2 separate regions of the Mus musculus genome follow, and region 1 is linked to region 2. Evidence: chromatin contacts called from public Hi-C data. All regions are on one chromosome and are shown on one strand. The core of a region is the stretch at or near the end of the contact, and the rest is flanking DNA. Distances in the headings are between cores, read along the strand shown.

Evidence for each region. Hi-C and Micro-C count contacts between places; a contact is called where the count stands out from the background.
Region 1: a contact with region 2 is called in a Hi-C map of bone marrow-derived macrophages, with 15 read pairs. The contact joins two enhancer-like sites. A contact is called at or near these places in 2 of 15 datasets of contacts at CTCF or cohesin (large pre-B cells and pro-B cells), 5 of 484 Hi-C or Micro-C datasets (LSK cells, bone marrow-derived macrophages, cerebral cortex and 2 more), 2 of 115 datasets of contacts at active chromatin or transcription factors (astrocytes and heart atrium) and 1 of 9 other capture datasets (embryonic stem cells).

What each region holds. Positions count from the first base shown.
Region 1 is chr10:14,206,055-14,210,211 of GRCm38.p6, forward strand. No RefSeq gene overlaps it. Among named protein-coding and RNA genes, the nearest start is that of Gm51759, 81 kb to the left of the region's middle. Within about 2 kb of position 1,792, at least 130 of the 459 cell types and tissues checked have an H3K27ac peak or open chromatin away from gene starts, as enhancers often do. A contact at or near this core is called in bone marrow-derived macrophages, cerebral cortex and heart atrium, where this site is marked.
Region 2 is chr10:13,685,435-13,689,446 of GRCm38.p6, forward strand. All of the region lies in intron 4 of Aig1 (androgen-induced 1), which reads right to left. Among named protein-coding and RNA genes, the nearest start is that of Pex3, 130 kb to the left of the region's middle. Within about 2 kb of position 1,402, at least 44 of the 459 cell types and tissues checked have an H3K27ac peak or open chromatin away from gene starts, as enhancers often do. A contact at or near this core is called in bone marrow-derived macrophages, cerebral cortex and heart atrium, where this site is marked.

The sequences.
Region 1 (4,157 bases), core at 542-3,041, 520 kb after region 2:
AGATGACCACTAAGAACAGAAGCAGCAGTGGAGTACAGCTGGAGCCTAGAAGACAAGGTGTGTGCTACAAAGGGCATGGCTGGAGAAGTGACCCAAGCCCTTGGAGGAGCCCAGAAGATTGTGAGTTTGATCCCAGACATTGGACAGTTGGAGTTTAATTATTGCTTTTGATTGTGACTGTGCCCTGATATTTTTCCCTCTTGAAGGAAGAAAATATTTTAGTGGATCCCACAGGTAAGATACTTTTAATTGTAAAAAGACCTTGGATTTTAAAAGATATTGGATATTTTTAAAGGATTGAATTTTTAATATGTAAAGACTGTGGGACTTTTAAAGTTATTCAAGATCTTGGAGATGAATAAGAACTAAGGGTTGAGGCTTACTAGTGATGTGTTTGTTTGTCAAGTTGACAAGGGATCAATTATACTGGCTGGTTTTATGCGTCAACTTGACACAGCTGGAGTTATCACAGAGAAAGGAGCTTCAGTTGGGGAAGTGCCTACATGAGATCCAACTGTGGGGTATTTTCTCAATTAGTGATCAAGGGGGAAAGGTCCCTTGTGGGTGGGACCATCTTTGGGCTGGTACTCTTGGTTCTATAAGAGAGCAGGCTGAGCAAGCCAGGGGAAGCAAGCCAGTAAAGAACATCCCTCCATGGCCTCTGCATCAGCTCCTGCTTCCTGACCTGCTTGAGTTCCAGTCCTGACTTCCTTTGGTGATGAACAGCAGTATGGAAGTGTAAGCTGAATAAACCCTTTCCTCCCCAACTTGCTTCTTGGTCATGATGTTTTGTCCAGGAATAGAAACCCTGACTAAGACACCCTCCTTTGGTCTCTCACTTTCACGAGGATCCTGTTATTTACTAAGCTGACCTAGGGAGCAGTAGGGACCTTCTCAACACTGTGTTTACAAGTGTGTGCTATACCCTGCTTTTTTTTCCCTGGATTCTGGGGATGCAACTCAGATCCTCACGCCTGAGGAGCAGGACTTTGCTGACCAAGCAATCTCCCCAGCCCCTCAATGAACTTTCCTTTCTGACTCTGTTTAAAGTGGATAAACAGTATGGTTAATGTTGAATCCACTTACCACCTTGCTTTAAGATTCCTTGCTCATGCACCTCATTATATATGCTTATATCCAAAAAGGCTTGATCTTGGCTGAATGTGGGCACACTTCCCAAAGCCTCCTGATGCTTTCGGGTAAGTGGGCTGTCAATCAGAAGCTCTGGCTGAGGATGCAAATGCCTGCCCTTTCCAGCTTCATGGCTCTTTGGGTGGTGTCCTTAGGAAGCGCTCTCAGCTGGATGAGAAGCGAGTTAGACTCTGTCATACTCCACCTCATAGAACCCACTCTCCAGCTCTGCTATTTTTGCTTCTCCTCTTACACTGCTGTTTGCTCTTTAAAATAAGTGTCTGCTCATTATTCCTTCAAGCCCCACTTGACAATATCCAAAGGGACCAATTCAGCTACCAAACATGCACTACAAACATAAACAAGCGAGAGGCCGAATGAATGTTTCATTTTTCAACCTATTTTGACATGTTGGAGATGCATATTGATCTTTCCTTGCTTTCTCCGATCTTCAGCAACTACCCGGATGGAAGGAAGACAAAGAAACAGTTTTTTTTTTTTTTTTCTTTTAGTCCTCAGACTAATTGCTCTCCCTCAGTTTTTGCTTCATTGTATCATACATCTGCGGCTTCTGGGACAGATTGCAAGCTCCCAGAAGGGAGGGGGAGTAGTTTGTTATGAAACAGGAAGTGAGAGTCGGAGTAGCATGTGTCAAGCAAGGCCTGTGGTTTCTATTTAAGTGACAGAATCAGCTCTGGAGATGAAGTAGAGAGAGGAGACAGTCTTTCCTAAGTGCAAAGTCACGGCTTTTCTGAATTATATGACTGATACATTTTTGTGGAACAACATTTTTTTTTAAATTACTTCCAAACTTCATTTGAAGCTCACATTGCCAAGAAAGCCAGACTACCCTTCCCTCATAACTCCATGACATCACCCAGTTAAATCACTTTTCAGGGAACATCTCTGTTTTGCTCCTGCTATTAAGTATTATCTAATGTTCTTCCCCGAATCCACTGGAAAATTAGACTCTTTTTGTTAAGGTTTAAGTTGTAATGTTATTACTGATGTGTAGCCATGGATGGCCTGTTTTGAGAAAAAAATTAATTTTAATTTTAGCAGTAGCGTGTTATGGCTTGTGTGTGTGTGTGTGTGTGTGTGTGTGTGTGTGTGTGTGCAAAGAAGACTTTTTTTTTCTGTCTGGCAGTGAGTCACAGTTTTAGTACTTTGAAAGGCTTGCCACAGGCTTCTTTCTCACGTGTGAGCATCACTTTGAAATAACAGTGAGCCGAGCCGGCTGATGCAATTTTGAAGTTAGCTCCTCTGCAGAGAGCACAGGGAGAAGAAACAGGGAAGGCATTTGGCTAGAGGTCTCGGACAAGGTGAGAGTCCGCTGCAGCCTCCCTGTCAACCTGGATGACACAAAGACAGTGTTTGTTCCTGATCCCAGTCAGGAGAGAGACCCTCAGCAGGGGCCATAGCAGACAGCCAACTTTTTCTATGTTACAGTGTTAAAAATATACTTTGATGTCATTCTTGGAGCTTTCAAATACAGAGGAATCGCTGAACATTTGTGCACTTCTCAAAGCAAGTTATGGATAAATTAATAACAATTTTCAGGTTAAAATATAGGACAAAGTGCTATATTTTATTTTCATCTAAACAGAGACTGAGTTCTTCTTGTCTGTTACTGAATACTTTACCCAGATGCAGGGAAGATGACTTCGGCTCATCAAAAATATATGACTCGTTGAATTATCAAAATGCAGTACTTATTGAGTCTCTACTATTTAATAAGTGCTCTCTTAAAATGATATACTGAAACACTATTTAAAATTCTCTACATTCATTTACTCACATGCTTGTCCCTTCACTGTGGAATAAACAACATTACTCCATGGACTTAGGAGATGGGCTAGAGAGATGGCTCAGTGGTTAAAGGCACTGACTGCTCTTCTAGAGGTCTTGAGTTCAATTCCCGGCAACCACATGGTGGCTCACAACCATCTGTAATGGGATCCGATATCCTCTTCTGGCATGCATGAAGGGAGCTACAGTGTACTCATAAAAATAAAATAAATAAATAATTCTTTAAAAGCCCATAAATATAGGCTCATTCTCTATCTCTCTGAAGTCCAGTAGTCCGGTCTGGAAAGGCATAAGAAAAATTAGGCTCACTGTAAATACTATTCTACTGGGTGGGAACGGAAGGAATAGGTGGTCTCATGAGAGGGCCCCTTTCACTCTTTATAGGCAGAGGAGGTAGAGGACCAGGAAGTATTCTAAGAGTTAAGAAATGTTAAGGCAAGAATAGCCCACAGAGCATAGCAGTGGTCATTATGACACCGCTCTGATTGTCGGCTGTCCCACCAAGCACTGATGCTGTCCTACAGTGTCCCACAGAACACTGTAGATGGGGAGGTGGCCTGAGAGGGCAGAAATCATCCAATGAGCCTCCACCGAGGGGCCTCTGCAGAGTGTGCATGCTGGTTCCTGATTTAATAGGGTTCCCTTTGTGCTGCATCTCAACAAGATTCTACATAGCATGTGCTAAAACGACAATTTCCTTTTCAGAGCTAAAAAGGAACCCTTTGGGCTAGATTATGTAGAGCTATATGTACCTTAGACAGATGATGCCTATCGCCTGCATTAAACTCTCATCATAATAAAAGTAATGGAGATGGTAAGGATAATGAATGACATCACACATTTTCAAGGAAAGGGCATGGAGACCCATTGAAGAAAATTATAGGATGTCTTTCGATGTTTTAAAAAGAAACACGCAGTAGCTTCTACCATTTCACAGAAATGGGTGTATTTTGCCTGATCATATTCAATAAGGCATCGCAGAGGGAATATATAAATGCATACATATGTTTCAGAAAGACAATTTGAAGATGGCTAATGCGCCGAAAGAGTCTAGGGATGTGGTAACAGTATAATGAAACAGATGCTGCAATGCTCACAAACACCGCATCTGCGCTGCAGGTACTGAACAGATGAGGTGAATTAAAATCATCTGTTTCTACTATTCCTCTCAACCCACTTACATAATCCTGGGCCAACTCCTAAAGGGGAGGATTTGC
Region 2 (4,012 bases), core at 152-2,651:
GATGGTTGGAGGGAGCTGAGAGGCTGAGGAAGGCTCACAGGGAAAGTTATCTGTGAGCAGGCAAGGTCAACAGCGCCTCTAATTCTTAGCTCTCCAGGGACACGGAGAGCAACTGAGAACCAGCCCTTTTGGGTGGGAGAGGATGGAACTGAACAATCAGTACTGGGGATTGGCATGGACAGTATGCTCAGGCCTTCTTAGTTCACGTGCAGAGCTAAGGAACTCATGTGACCCGCACACTGGTGAACACTGTGAGGGACCCGGGGCAAATCACCGTCAGGTGGGAAATTCTCAGTTGTCCACACAGGCTTCTTGTTAGAATCCAAGAAAACAATGCTTTTTCGGCAAAGCACTTGTGAAAAAAAATGAGCAGATTGGGATAATGGGAAAGCAATGACATTCTCGGCTCCCAAGGGAGAGCTGAGCTCTGGAAATAACTTAATACGTGAACCATAGGAACGTTTCAGAAAAAAAAAAAAATGCTTTCAACATTCTCAATAGAGAATTCAGAGAGACAATCACCATGAAAGAGGAGCAAGGCCCATGAGAACAGGACATAGAATGAAAATAAAAACGCTGTTTGGGAAAGAGAAAGAGACTCTGCAGACATGCAGGATTCTTTTTATTTTTCCTGCTTAGAGAGATGAAAGACTTTCATGAGGGACTCTTCTTATGAGTTCATTAGTCTCCACAACTCTGAGAGGCAGATGTTTGTTCCCATTTTAGAGGAGGCAAAAACCAAAGTTCCCGTGACCTCTGACTATGGCAGTACATACTCGGTTGCTTGCTCTTGGAAAATTCTTGTCTCAAAGTTTCACTTGTCATTGGGCCATGGAGATACCTCAGTGCCAGACTTCCCTCTGGTAAAGCAGTTTCCTCTGCAGCTTATCTATTTCAGGACAGAAACGGAAGGACAGTGGCCTGTCCCACGGCTGCCCCTCCCTTACTTGCTGTATCCCTCCCGGCTCAGCTGTGAGGCATACAGAAGGTCCTGAGACCACATTCCAGCCTCAGCATCAACAGTCACCAAGGATTCTCCAGTGCTTGCCTTTATGAGTATGGAGAGGTACCTCCTTCTCAGGAGGCTCCACAGAACTCATAGTCAAGTAGCAAGGGCACTCACTGCCCCTTACCAGTCTAGGCTGGGAGAGCTGGGGAGAGGGCCTTGGAGGAGAGTGAGCTGCTTTGACGGTGGGAAGGGAGTCCTTAGCTACCTCTTCACTAGCCAAGGTATCACACTTTTGGCTTGAACCCTGGACTCTACTACCGGAAAATCTGAAAAACGTAACAAAACAGTCCCCCCAAACCCAAAAGTACTATAAAAGACATAAAAGTCAACAGGAGAGGCCACTATGGGGGGAATAAAAGGCTCAGGTCGAGCAGGAGGAAATGAAACCTTCTAATGATGACAGTAAAGGTTGACTCAGCTGGTGAGGAGGCATTCTATTGAGTGGGACTTTAATATGATCTAGATTTCCACCTTCATTCTAATTTTTTCTCATGTCTAAGAAGATTATTTTTTACAGTACATCTTTTTGTCAAAAATCTTCAGTGTGTCTGAAGATAATGCAGGTAAGGAGAAAGCTCCTGCTTTCATTTCAGCGGGAGCTTGAGAAGACACGGAAAGGTGGCAACAAGAAAAACAAGGAGGATCCCAGGAGTCTGTGGCTGACTTCGGTGGGACGTAGACTTCAGACCTGAAACCATTTGGGACTGGATCGTAAAAGGGAAATCACACTGACGTCTGAGTTAACTTTTTTTTTTTTTTTTTAATGTTGTGAAGTTGTTTAATGAACACATTTGGGATAATGAGATTCGGAATATGGAATCTGTCTTAAAGCATCAGGGCTGTGAGACAATAAATGGCAGATTTTCATGTTCCTCAGAGTTGTTTTTGATTTCTAAAGTACAGACTGTGTGAATGAGGGAAGTGAGTCACACAGTGAGGGGAAGAACTCAGCACCCTAACTGGAATGCTCAAATCCTGAAGAAGAAAACATCGGAGCTTTCATTGCTGTGTGCCGAGGAGCTTCTGAGACCTGACTGCACCAAATGAGTTTCTACTGGGATGGAGGCCTTGGACTGTGGGCTCTGCAGGAAAGCACGGGGTCCTCCCAGCCCCCGCGGACTCATTCCGTCCTTTTCCATAACTTCAACCCAAGAAAGCAGGGGCTCAAAAAGGTGAAGTGGGAGAAGCTGGGGCCCCAACCCAGGAAAGGGTCTTAATCCCCAGACCTGACCACACTTGATGTTTTCTTCAAAATACATAGAAAAACAAAACTTTCCATAATAAATTCAGCCGCAGGACTACTGACACAGGAGGCAGCAGGGGCATAGTTAACTGTGGACTCTGAGCCCATGTACATGAGCTTGCACTATCACTTTGGTAATAGGCTATTAGTGTGTCTCAGGCAAGCTATCCATCCTCTGTGAGCTTTTATTCCTTCTCTGTAAAATGGGTAAGAAATGCTTGCCTTACTGCAGAGTGATCTGAAGGTAATAAAAGAGCATTTGAAAAGCGTGTAACAGCATAGCATCTGTCTCCAAGGAGCAGTACCATGATCCATGATACTCATCATTCTGCTGTAGACCAAGGGCTCCCAGCGCACGCTCAGCGTTTTAGAAAAGGCTACAGAGAAATGTGTAGGGGGTGGTGGTGGAGGGGGGTGTGTGGGAAGGGAGTTAAGAGCGCCTCAGAAGTGGACAGAATACTTGTGTCTCAAGTATTGGAGCAACTAAGAGGGAACCACGGCAGGCAGGCATACATGCGTCTGAGGAGTCTAGAGTGACCAAGGGAAGACCCCGATGGAGCTGGGGGTGGGGGGAACAAGCTCAGAGATGACAGTGAACGAAGGTCCTCAATGACCCTATCCAAATCTAGAAGGAGAATAGAACGAGACAGGAAGGAGACTTAGGAGCCTGGAGAACCAGAGTCCAACAAGAGTAGCCAGACAGCCTGGCCAGCAGCCCTGAGGTACAGTCAACTTGCCATGCTCAGCAGTGGAAAGAAGACCCATTTATTGTATAATTATCACACGATAAGAGGAATTGTTTTCCCCATCTTGGCATGGAGTTCTGGAATGATTGAGTACAACACCGGTATGCTGTCAGAAGTCTTCGTTTCCTGACTCTCTCACTGTTGGGTCACTGGTATGTCAGGCCACGAGACAGTCTGGAAGGGAGCAAAAGCCAGTCCCTTTTGACAATAATTAAACCCTTGGATTTGTATAATGTGACTTGACTCGAGGGGCATTGTTTAGCTTTTGGCAGAGTTCTGAATGCCTAGGGCAGAACACCAAAGGAAAAAAGTCTACGTTGAAAGCTCTCTCAGAACAAATCTGAGGGAATTTGCTGGTTAATGCAAGTGCATGTCTAAACAAGTACTGGTTTGCCGAGGGAGTCCATGGGGCTGGCAAGCTTCACTTGGCACAGAGAGCGTGAGTAATGCTTCATTTTAACGAGGGATCTTGGGGGTCTATAATGAGGACTATGTGGTATTTCCCATGCGTCTCTTTGGAACGTGGGCTGATTGTATACACAGCGGAAGATAAGTCACCAGAAAGAACATGGTTCCCGAAACCTCCAGGCTCTGGAAGATCATTTAATAGCACGTGAATAAATTCTCAAAATACACTACAGCTCGCAGAGAGAATTTCCTGTCCCTTGCATAAGCCAATACACTGCAGTGATGAACTTGCTGGGGGAAGAGAGCTGATTTTTAAGGCCAGAGGCAGTTTCAGAGAACACCCCTGAATGAATGTGCATCTTCTGCAGTTGATTTTTCTGAAGTGAAGTCTTTAAATATCAAGTTCTTTTTTACAAGGCACACAAATCCATTTCTAAGATATAACATTATTTATTTACATTTCACTAGCAAGACAAATCTCTTGGACTTTTTCTATCAGAGAAAGTCAATACTTAAGATTCTGGGCAGGAAAAAAAAAAAAAAACCTAGAAAGTGATTAGGAAATCAACCTCCCAAGTCCTCATCAATAGTGTCTCACTAGTTGGT